Linked DNA regions of Triticum aestivum: region 2 is linked to region 1. A link is a contact called in public Hi-C data. All regions are on one chromosome and are shown on one strand. Each heading gives the region's core, a stretch centred on a gene start, on an enhancer-like site or on the middle of the called end of the contact. The rest is flanking DNA. Distances are from core to core; before and after follow the strand shown. Region 1 holds the start of LOC123135724 (protein LURP-one-related 15). Region 2 holds the start of LOC123135725.

The links. A called contact is a pair of places that touch in the nucleus more often than the background predicts.
Region 2: a Hi-C map of leaf shows a contact between it and region 1, with 3 times the contacts expected there. The contact joins the promoter of LOC123135725 here to the promoter of LOC123135724 in region 1. A contact is called at or near these places in 2 of 5 Hi-C or Micro-C datasets (both in leaf).

What each region holds. Positions count from the first base shown.
Region 1 is chr6B:54,533,508-54,539,435 of IWGSC CS RefSeq v2.1, forward strand. It overlaps LOC123135724 (protein LURP-one-related 15), which reads right to left and starts at 3,067. Exons shown (of 3, transcript XM_044554910.1): 1 at 2,584-3,067; 2 at 1,468-1,695; 3 at 956-1,378. The coding sequence starts at 2,826. The coding sequence ends at 1,235.
Region 2 is chr6B:54,666,444-54,672,371 of IWGSC CS RefSeq v2.1, forward strand. It overlaps LOC123135725, which reads left to right and starts at 3,633. Exons shown (of 3, transcript XM_044554911.1): 1 at 3,633-4,188; 2 at 4,283-5,203; 3 at 5,439-5,928. The coding sequence starts at 4,156.

The sequences.
Region 1 (5,928 bases), core at 1,817-4,316:
TGGGAGAAAGGAAAATTTGAGGCAAAAACGGGCAGAAACTTCCATCATTTGATCATGCGTTGCAACTAAAACTGTCAGCAAAATGCGCTTGTTTGCCATCTGTGCGAGATACCATTACCAATAAATTTTTATCTACACATTTGCACCAATAAGCACTATCTTAGCAACATCCCTTCATGTGAGTTTGATTGTGAACTACTCTAAAAACTATAATAAAATAAAGACATATATGGTAAGTTTACTAAGAGAAACAAACTACAATAAACATGTATGAAAATTAAAATTAATTTTATCATATATACACTTTGATTTAGGTTGTCCAAAAGTATAAGTTGCAGGTGCTTTGCAAGATTTATCGGACATATATGGTAAGTTTGCTAAGAAAAACAAACTACAATAGAAATGTATGAAAATTAAAATTAATTTTATCATATATATATCCTTTGATTTAGGTTGTCTAGGAATATAAGTTGCAGGCGCTTTGCAAGATTTATCTTTAACCAAGAAATGAGTTTCAAATTTAAAAAAAATACAGACATGATTGTATTCCGATTTAGCTGTCAGTGTCTATAGTTATAGTTAGAAACCAATATTTAGTCATGCCACCTCCAATTTTATTAGGACTATTTGATTTCCCTTTTGCACTCTTTGTAGTTTGTAGTAGTGTGCTGCCCATTAAAAAAAGTGACATTTTCGCCGGTTGTGGGTTTTTATTTGTTATTTGTGTACTTCAGTACTGGTGCTTGGTAACTTTAATAATACATGCTTGTGTGCATCATAATGATGTAGAGGCAGGAAGTGATCCTCCTTTTCTAGAAAGATGTGATAATATGAAACAAACCTATTGGGTACTTCTTAGTTTAAATCGCTCGATACCTTACTTTGCATAACATAATTTATTTTTTGTTCCTTGTTTGTAATACTAAACATGTGCAATAGACCATCGCGCACGACCGAGAAATAAGAATTATATATAGCTCAACATTTCATCTCAAGCAAACAATCCATCACAGCGGTAAATACAAATGATACACTGGCAGGCCAGGGATCAAATGTAAGGTGCATAAACATTATTCCACGACATCGCAATTCAGCATGGTTCACCATGCTCGCATAATGCTACAAGAAATGCAGATAACACCAGTGACCAGTGACAACACATCAACTTGAGATGACACGACAGTAGTAGAACTCCAGGAACGCTCAGGATCCAGGAGTGTATATAACTCACTCATCAATCATCGCGTTTGTCCCTGTGAACCTCATCCAGGATCACAACAAGACTCGCGATGAACACGTAGTCGACGTGCGGGAACACGGTCACACTGAACGTGTCCCTCCCCAGCAGCACATTGGAAACAGTCAGTTTACGGCTCATCTGCAGCGTCAGATTGTAATTGGTTACATTTGTCAGCTAGATAAAACAGAAAGTTTTGAAGCTCCACGGCATGATCAGAGGCTACTTACTTGAGCTACCATGTTGTTGGAGTCGCCAAGGTAGAAGACACAGGACCTGTCGAAGTAGCTGCCCTTGATCTTGAAGTCGCAGACCTGCTGCGCGGTGTTCCCGGCCAAGAAGACATCCATCTCCGTCTTGAGTTGGATCAGCGAAGTTGTCTTCACGGTGAAGAGCAGGTCGCCTGCGTTGGTGCTGTCCCCTCTGAACACCTCCCATCGGTGGTGCATGCTGAACACCTGATCAAGTGATTTATACAACCACAATTAACGACTACAGCCACGGCAGCATGTGTTGTCTAAAATCAAGCCACCAAATTCAGATTGTACTAATGGTTTCTTCATATGTAGTTCGCCAAGAAAGTTCCTTTTGCTACCCCCTTGTCGCGACAAAACAGAAAGAATGGAAATACTCATGGGCCGCAATATCCGGGAAATGTTCCCCGGGGGCTTTTTCGCATCGAACGCTCAAATTGCCATGCAATTTCAACTGAAATTGCCATGGCAAGTTTAGAAGACTTGCCATGATCAGGAGTGAAAATTGCTATATACGCAAAGAACGCCAGCGGTTTAAAAAAATGCCATCCGCACGATCTGGATCCAATGGCTCTAAGGGCGTTCCCTGGGACCTCCTAATCAGTGAACGTCCCCAGTTATCATTTCCCAATGCTCCTATGTTGCACACACCGAATAGTTCAGGCTGGCAAGAACAACACTGGATCAAAAAGCCCATGACTCCTTGTCGCACATCAAGGTCAAGTGGGGACATCGGAAAAGGCAGTCGCTGAGAAGAATAGTAGTAGAAGTTTGGAATTAGTCAACTTCATTAATACACGTCGTTTTCCTGTGCTACTTCATTGTAATGATTTTGCAATAATTTGGGTTGTGACTCGTGAGCATGATGTAGAGGTCAGAAGACTATTCCTCCCCCAGCTAAAATAAATAAAAATAAATAGCAAGACTATACCAATTTGCAACGACTCAGATCACCCATGTCTACGGGTCAACGATCTTATCCTGCAAAGAACTTGCAGACATGTCTACGGATCGAGGAAATTTCAGCGGCGCCAGGCCGGGGAGGGAGATGGACAGACAGACAAAGGAGCAAATCTGTAGTGGAGAAGGGACCTTTTCCTGCATGGTGAGGAGGGGCATCCCGGCGCCGTCGAGGATGGTGCGGCGGCTCCGGATGCTGAAGATGGCGCCCTTGACCTTGAGCACGACGGCGCCGTTGGCGTCCGTGATGGCGAAGTCGCCGTCGGAGAGGCTGAGGGCCTTCTTGGTCACCGTGAGCGGCACCACGTAGGGCGCGCAGAACTGGTGCCCCACCACCGGCAGCGGCGCCGGCGGGGCTCCGCCGGCCATCGCCATCGATCCTCTCACGTGCCGCTTGCTCCGGCTGCTTCCGTGCGGTTCTTGGTGGCGCCTCTGAGCTCCTGGGAGACGGTGGGCGGCGGTCTGGACAGGTGGTGTCTGCTTCGCTTGCTCGGCGATGGATTCGGTGCGCGTGCTTGGCGTGTTTTGTCGAATGGGACAGGGGAGGGGGTGGGAAACAGGGGACGGTGGAGCTTCTGTGTAGCTCCCTCCGTATATGCCGTTGGCAGAACAATAATGGTGGAGGGCACAAAGTGGTGGAGCCACAACAGGTTCCACACGACAAGTCGAGTGGCTGTGATCCTAAGCGAGTCAAGTCAAGCCTTTTGAAATTTAAGCGAACCTACTTCAAAATATTACTACTTCATACAAATACAAGATAAAACATATACCCCTGTCACCGTGAGGGCCCCCCTCCGTTTTTTGAGGACTTGTTATCTCGAGATTGTAACCCGATCATTATGAAATAACGCTCTCTTTAACCTCGTAAAAAAAGTTTCTCTTGATAAACTCCGTCGAGTGTAAAAAAAGTTTTATTTACTGAAATGAGTTTTCAATGTCAAGATTAATTGATTGCCGACCTCCCCTCTTCGATTACACATAAGGACAAGCTCACACTCTAAGTTGGGCTACTGGATTGTTTTCCGTCTAGTTGAATGGACAGGGCATGCGATTGCAAACAAGTTTTCGAAAAGAATAAAGAACAGGTCCATCATTTAGGAGATTATTGTAGGAACCGGACCTTTACTAGCCATCTTTTTTGTTTGAAGAGAGTCGAACGTAGAAGCTCATAATATTGTAGGAACCGGACCTGTGCCAGAAGGAAGAGTGCATAGAGGGCAATTTGAAACGGTTCAGGAGAGATTGCGAGCAAGGTTGATTGATTGGAGTGAACAATTTGTTTCTGTGGGAAACAAGGAAATTTTGATCAAAGCTGTTGCACATGCCATCCCTACATATATGATGAGTGTCTTTAAACTGCCGGCGTCTGTCTGTGACGACTTGACACGAATGATGAGGCAGTACTGGTGGGGTGTGGACAACGGCAAGAGGAAAATGGCCTGGCTTAGTTGGAAGAAGATGGTGGTCCCCAAGTCTATGGGGGGCATGGGATTTCGGGACATGAGAGCATTCAACCAGGCCTTGCTGGCTAAGCAGGCTTGGCGATTATTGGATTGCCCAAATAGCCTGTGTGCAAGACTGCTCAGAGCAAAATATTATCCCCATGGTAATCTGTTGGATACGGTGTTTCCAACCAGCTCATCCGCAGAGTGGAAGGGGATTGTACATGGTCTTGAGCTGGTAAAGAAAGGCATTATTTGACGTGTGGGTGACGGGACGCTGATAAGAACTTGGAGAGATGCTTGGATCCCAAGGGGTCATAATTTTCGGCCAATAACACCGGAACGTAATTGCAGACTCAACTGGGTGGCGGATTTCTTGAATGAACACGGTGCTTGGGATGAACAAAGGCTGAGAGAACACTGTTGGGACATGGACATACGAGAAATTCTTAACATCTGTACTTCACTGAGAAATGGTCAAGACTTCATAGCCTGGTTCTCGGAAAGAAGCGGACAATTTACGGTGAGGAGTGCATACCGGCTTGCTACTCTTGGCGTCACCTCGGAGAGGGCACCTGCGTCGAGGAACAATCCTTCGGGGGAACGGCCAGTGTTGCAGTGTATTTGAGCAGCCAAAGTTCCCCTAAAGATGAGGATCTTGGCGTGGAAAGTAGTCTAGGGTGCACTTGCAACAAATTCTTGCAAGAAGTATCGGCATATATCTACAAGAGACACTTGCCCCCTGTGTGCGAGGGAGGAGGAGTCCAGTTTCCATGCCCTTGTCACATGCAATCATGCTCAGGCGGTTTGTCGACAGATGAGGATGGTTTGGAATTTACCACGCCAGGAACTTCTGCAGGACACATGGCAGGAATGGTTACTAAACTTGTTGACAAACTGTGATGAGTTCATGAGGGATTGTGTAATTATGTTGATCTGGTGCATTTGGTCTCTCCGCTCAGATGTGGCTCATGGCAAGGAAGTACCTCCGGTGTCTACAACGATCTCGCTACATGCAGTCCTTAGACCTATCCAGGAAGCTTTCGACAGAGGAGATTATCAAAGGGAAAATGCCGTTGGGGCGGGATGTACCGGCTGCGGCGCGGGCGGAGGCCATAGTTCAACCATGGCCGAAGCCACCACCGGGGAAGGTGGCCCTATCGGTTGATGGTGCCTATCTACATACCGATGGCTCAACTGCGGTAGGAATGGTATGCGGAATCATGATGGGAGCGTTATCTTCTCAGCATACCGATGCATTTTTAACTGCAACGAAGCGTTGGAAGCGGAGCTACATGCGCTAATGCAAGGTATGGCGCTAGCAATCCAACATTGTGAGCTACCTGCCATAGTCCAGTCGGACTCATCCGTCGCCCTCTCTGCCCTGTCGGGCGACAGTTTATCTAGATCTGCCTTACGGGCATTTAGTTGCTGAGCTTCGTCACCTTATGGTAGATAGAGTTTTCATTCCTACGAAGATTAGTCGTGTGTAAAATAGGGTCGCAGATCGTTTGGCCCTGTATAGTCGTATAGAGCATACAACTGTTATATGGCTTGGACGAGGTCCGCCGTGTATTCAGGATCTCTTGCCTCGCGATTGTAACCCTATACCTTTGGAATAAAACTCTTCTATCAGCGCAAAAAAAAAAGTTTCCTCATTCGATTGATCAGGGTGACCACATGTGGCTTGGCACTCCTCATGACCCGTTATGCATCCCTATGAACATTTCGTTTGGTCAACAAAGCTTTGTAATCCCCCCAAAAAGCTATTATGTGTAGTTCTCAACTCAATAATAGTGGTGAGAAAGACAAGGTAGAGTGACAAGCAGGGGTTGAACTCTACTCATCATAAACTTATTCGCGGAGGAGAGACCATACAACATGACTCGATGGAGAAGAATAAAGAAAAGGTGAATGATCTGATTGTCGAGGAGAATCATGATAATAAAATGGGAGAGTGGGTTCCAGGGGAGGCATTCCACCCCCACTGCCTGCATATGTTTCGCCTAGAGAGTCGAAGAAGCAAAAGAAAGGT
Region 2 (5,928 bases), core at 2,383-4,882, 130 kb after region 1:
GATAATTGTTTTGAGATATAGAGGTGGTGATATTAGAGTCATGCTAGTTGGGTGATTATGAATTTAAAGAATACTTGTGTTGAAGTTTGTGATTCCCGTAGCATGCACGTATGGTGAACCGATTTGTGATGAAGCTAGAGTACAATTTTATTTATTGATTGTCTTCCTTATGAGTGGCGGTCGGAAATGAGCGATGGTCTTTTCCTACCAATCTATACCTCTAGGAGCATGCGTATAGTACTTTGTTTTCAAAGGGTTGTAGATTTTTGCAATAAGTATATGAGTTCTTTATGACTAAAATTGAGTCCATGGATTATACGCACTCTCACCCTTCCACCATTGCTAGCCTCTCTTGTGCCACGCAACTTTCGCCGGTACCATACACCCACCATATACCTTCCTCAAAACAGCCACCATACCTACCTATTATGACATTTCCATAGCCATAGTTCGAGTCGCTCCCGCAGAACTTTTTCTGATTTTTTTACGCGTCTGAAATACAATAGCTCCAAATGGGCTGGCCCATTCCTCGCTGCCATCAGCGAAAGCACGTGAATTTTTTTCCAAATCCTTGGAATTTTCTTTTGAAAATCCATGAACTTCTTTTCAAAATCATAGAACTTTCTAAATCCGTGAACCCTTTTTTCAAAATTAATGAATTTTTTTCTTTTGAAAATCTGGTTCGCAAGGTTCTTTTTTTGTTTGCTACTAAGATGGCCGCCGGCTTTTATACACTTTATAAGATAATTTGAGCATTAAAAAATTACGGGATTTGAAAACAATATGCAATTTTTTTTTTAAAAATCGGCCATTTCAAAAAATGTTCACGAATTTAAGAAGAAAAAAACAGAAAATGAAATTAAAAGGAAAAAGAAAAGAAAAGAAAAGAAAGAAGAAAAGGAGGGAAAAGGGAGCAAGTGAACACAAGGCATGTAGTGTCCTGGTGGAGCAAAACGTGGTGTTCTGTTCGAGCCACCCCCGCACGCTAATTTTGTGTGTTTTAACGAAAAAATAACTAAATCCACGCAGAGAAAAAACCTCCCAAAAAAGCTGCTTCCAACAGGATTGGATCTCGCGCTGTTTAGTTACGTCACAGCGTGCCTAACCTGTACATCTACTACAGCCTAGTGATTCATTATAGTGCGAGATATTAACAACAATACTAACCGCACTACTTCTGGTACAAACAATTTAGAAAGCCGTGATTTTTTGGAAAAGAAAAAAAATCTGAAATAAGTTTTAAAAAATCGCGAATTAGAAAAAAGTTCATGTATTCAAAAACTTTCAGCAAATTTTATAAAATTTTACCGTGTATTACATAAAGTTACATTTTTTTTAAATATGCTGAACTTTCTCTGAATACATGCTGAACAAAATTTCTATACATGATGAACATTTTTTTATACATACTGAACATTTTTTCAATGTATGGTGAATATTTTTCTTCAATGGGTTAACAAAAATTTGGAATAGAACTATTTTTGAAACGTGAACAAAATTCGAAAACATGAACAAAATTTGAAATTTCGAAAACATTTTCCGAAAATTCAAACGAATTTTGAAAAATCTGAACATATTTGGGATATTGAAAAAAGTTCATCCAATTCGAAAATAGTTCATCAAATTTTAAAAAGTTCACTGGTTTTCAAAAAAAGTTCATTGAATTTGAAAAAAAGTTCATCTATTTTGGAAAAAGTTCATGGAATTTGGTGAGAAAAGTTCATCAATTTTGCAGAAAGTTCACCGAATATGAAAAAAGTTCATCGATTTTGAAGAAAACTTCATCGAATTTGAAAGAAAGTTCATAAAATTGAAAAAAATTCATCGATTTTGAAAAAGATAGAAAAAGGAAAAAGAAAAAGAAAAGGCAAAAAGAAAGAACAACAAAAAAAAGAAAAAAGAAAAACATGTGGTCGTGTAATTTAAAAAGGAAAAAAAGGAAGAAGAACGAATAGTAGACGGAAAAACTAAAGCGTAACCATATCCTACCCTGTGCTCGCGTGGTTGAACTAGCTGTCCTTGACGCGGAGGTAGGTGGTTCGAATCCTGGTAGCGCCCTTTTTTGGCCTACGGGCGCACACCCTGTAACGGGCACCGTTTAGGGAATGCCGTGCAACGGGGAGCAGGATGTGCGCCCTTTGGAATTTTTTTGAACGAAAAAATAATAAAGTGGGCCGGCCCACCACATGAATCCCGGTTGACATTTGCCACGGTTTGATTTACCGGGATTACATAGTTTACGGTGTAATCGACCAGGATTTCGATTTGAGGGTTCATTTCGTCCGACCTCTACAAATTCAAGGTTTAAAATTGACTTTTTTCCTTGTTGCGACACCACTATCTGTTTGTGGTTCGGACGCCCCGGATTTTGTTACTGGTCCGGTGATCACGGATATGATGCACCAATTTTAAGTGGAATATAAAAGCTATTCCTTAAAAATGTTTTATTTGGATTAAGATTTTCCTAAGGAAAACGTTTAAAATAAGCCGGATGAAAACTCTCTCCCGTAAGCCGCTCTCCCTGTGCACCACGTGTTGATGTGGCCCCGCCACCGCTCCAATCGATTCCACCTTATCTTCTCACACGAAGCGTATCCTCCACCCCATTCTTTCCCCCTTCCCTTCTGTCCTTCGTCAAGCTGCAGAGAAAAAGCAAGCAGGAGCACCGAAGCAGAGGAGGTGACGCCTGTCGGCCGTTGCCTGATGCATCCTCGAGCCGCCGAGGCTGCATTGAAGTGCCACCGGAGCTACATCGCAGCATCCCCGCGCTATATGGCAGCTTCCGCCGTCGTTGTCATGCTTTGCGTCGCAGCTTTCGCCATCGCCTCCGCCTGCTGCGTCGCAGCATCAACCGTCATCGCCGGTGCTGCAATGAGTGCGCCGGGCCGACAATGGAGGGTGATCGGAGTTCCGCCGCGGCTTCAATGGAGCACCGTCGGGGTGTTGGAGTTTTTGTCGCGGTTGCAATGGAGCTTCGCCGCGGCTGCAAGTAGAGCATCGTCGGGGACGTTGGAGCTACGTTGCGGCTGCATTGAAGCTCCACCAGGGCTGCAATGGAGCGTCGTTGGGCTGCAATGGAGTTTCACCGGGCGTCGACAGTGCTCTGCTCCCATGGAGTTGCAGTGGAGCTTCGCTCGGGTGTCGTCGGTGCTGCATTGAAACTTTATTTGCAGCTCTCGGTGCTACCATGGTGCCGTGCAGGCCCCCGGTGAGTCTCGGCACTGTGCTACAGCGTGTTGCCGGCGAGTCTTTTTGGAGCTACGATGCAGCATCTCCGGCTGCTCGAGGGCTGCGAGGTCGGCGGCACACATGCCATCCGTTGCTTTCGATGGACCATCGTTGTGTTTCAGAGAAGGCGTGGGTATGGACTAACGACTAGGTAATGCACCTTCGCTGTAGAGGGGGACGCGCTGTGGATCGAAGATGGGCTCCAGAAATCCTAGGATCGAACATCGCTAGCGCCAATCGGACGGTTGGCTAGGCGGATGATTTCATACGGAAATCATCCGGCTGATTCGTAGCAGCCACCGAAAAACGCCCAAGTCTGAAATGCGTCGGTTGCATTGGCGCACCTACGTGTCCGCGCCGCCGACCAATTCAGGTATAGAAAACCTTTACCTCAATCAAAAAAGAAAAGGTATAGGAAACCTGCTAACCCTAGATCCCATCTCTTTCCACTCGATCCCCTCCTCCCACGCACTCCGGTCCTGCAGGCGGCAGCCGCCATCCCCTCCGACACCCAACCCCCCCTGCTCCTCCGCGCCCTTGCAGCCGCCACCACCTCCGCCGCCTGGGCTCTAAAGTCCAGGGGACCGAAGGACCGCGTTATTATGTCTTATTGCGTTTTCTGCGGGATCATCTCAAGGGAGACGGAGGCGGAGGCGGAAGAGTCCTTTTCCTTCTGCAATCGGGGCAGAAAAGAGATTGATTTCGGTTTGTTTTCCAAGCACACAGCAATTTTTACTAATATGTGTGCCGAGAAGTTGTAACCGGGATCCTTCTCCCTCTCCTCTAATAATCTCCTCCCTTCTGGAGGGGAGACGGCGATTAATCCGCCGGCCTGAATAAACAGAGGAGTGGGAGGAGTCGCCCATCAAAGAAGCAACATCAATCACATCTCTGAAAGGCCAGTTCTTTTGCTTTAGCGGATCAGCCATGAAGAACAAGAAGGGTCGCCGCGGCCGCAACGTAAGTTCTTTGTCTGTCCTTCACTTCGATTCGATTCATCCTCCAGGGCTGATTTAGTGTTTTCTTGTTTTTTCCCCTGCTAAATCTAATGCAGAAAGCAACTTGCAACGAAGACGCTGCTTGCAAAGCAAACGGAGACAGGCTTAGCAGGCTGCCCAATGATCTTCTGCTCAATATCCTGGAGAGGGTGGAGACGTTTGACGCCCTCAGAGCCTGCATCCTCTCGAAGCGAATGCTGCAGCTCCCCGCCATGCTCTCGCAGATTGTTATCGATGTTGGTTCCCTCGTCCCTGACCCTGATAGCTCCCGTGAATTTGGCATCCGTGATGTGGCTAGGGTCAATGGCGCTGTCGCTAAGATAACTGATAACATCTTGTGGATGAGGAGCCCAGGAATCACCATCCGCAAGCTTAATGTCAGAATGGTCTTGAGGCATTATGACGTTCTCTCTGTTGGCAAATCTTTTGCCCACGCCATGGCAACCCAGAAGGTCCAGAAAGCTGAAATTGAGTTCATGACGGAGAAGGCTTGCGCGGATTGCACACCTGCCGATCTCGTCGACTTTGCCAAGTGCTTCAATACTATCCTTGCTGATTGTCTGGATGCATTCGCTGGCCTTACGCGCCTATGGCTGCAAAATATGCGATTTGGTGAAGGCGACATCCCCAATGTCCTGACCACTTGCAAGCGGTTGAAATCTTTGCGATTGTCCTACTGTGACTCAGGGATCCGTTCTGTGCTGTGTTTAGAACATGCTCAACTCGTTGACCTCGAGATCGACTATGGGAAGTTCGAGAAAGTTGTGCTCAACTGGCTACCGGAACTCCAACAAGTGACTTATAATAACTGGTGCTCTTACGACGATGAGCCCCTGTCTTTTGGTTTCGTTCCGCAGCTTTCAAAGCTAAGCCTCGCGAAAATTGCTGTCTGCTCAGACAGGTGTCTAGAGTTGAGCCAGCTCCTTGCTAATTTCCTCTCCATAAGCGAACTGCATCTGAATTTTCGAAGTGAAAAGGTACTCAATTGCATCTGCCTTATTTCAACACTATATATGATCGTTGTCTTCTCTGCCATCCTAGAATGTAAACTATTTGCAGCTTGTACTCAATTCTTAGTATGCTTCTTCTTTCCCAGGCTATGATATGGTTATATGTGACAGTAATGACTTTCGTGATTTTTCTCTACTACCCTAGAACGTTGTTTTTGTGTGCATCTTGCACTCTATTCTTGATATGCTTCTTCTTTCCCAGATTTGGGTTCTACCAGAATGTCCGAAACTGCTCACGCCTGTTCTTGGCAAACTGCGGCTTGTGAATCTGGAAAACCTTCCTGAAGGATGTGATATTGCTTGGACAATGTTCATTCTTGAAGCTGCACCGGTCCTGAAGGAGCTATGCATCACAGTATGGGATCATTGGTGCATCATGGTGACAGACAAGGAGCACCGGAAGGCGAGTGGTTACTGCGACAACAGAAACGTAGAGTGGAAGCCATCTGTTTCCATTTTGAAGCATAAGAATCTTGCCAAGCTCACCATCTATGGCTTCCAAGCCGATGATAACTTCATTCGATACGTCAGGCGTGTCATGGTAGCTGCGGTGAACATGGAGGAGATATCTCTTCATGACAGGATGGTGTGGAAGTGCTGTAGTGACTCGGATCCCAAGACAAGGTATCCACGGACTGATGAGGAGAGGCAACATGTTATAGAGGAACTGGGAATGGATCTTCATTCCGTGG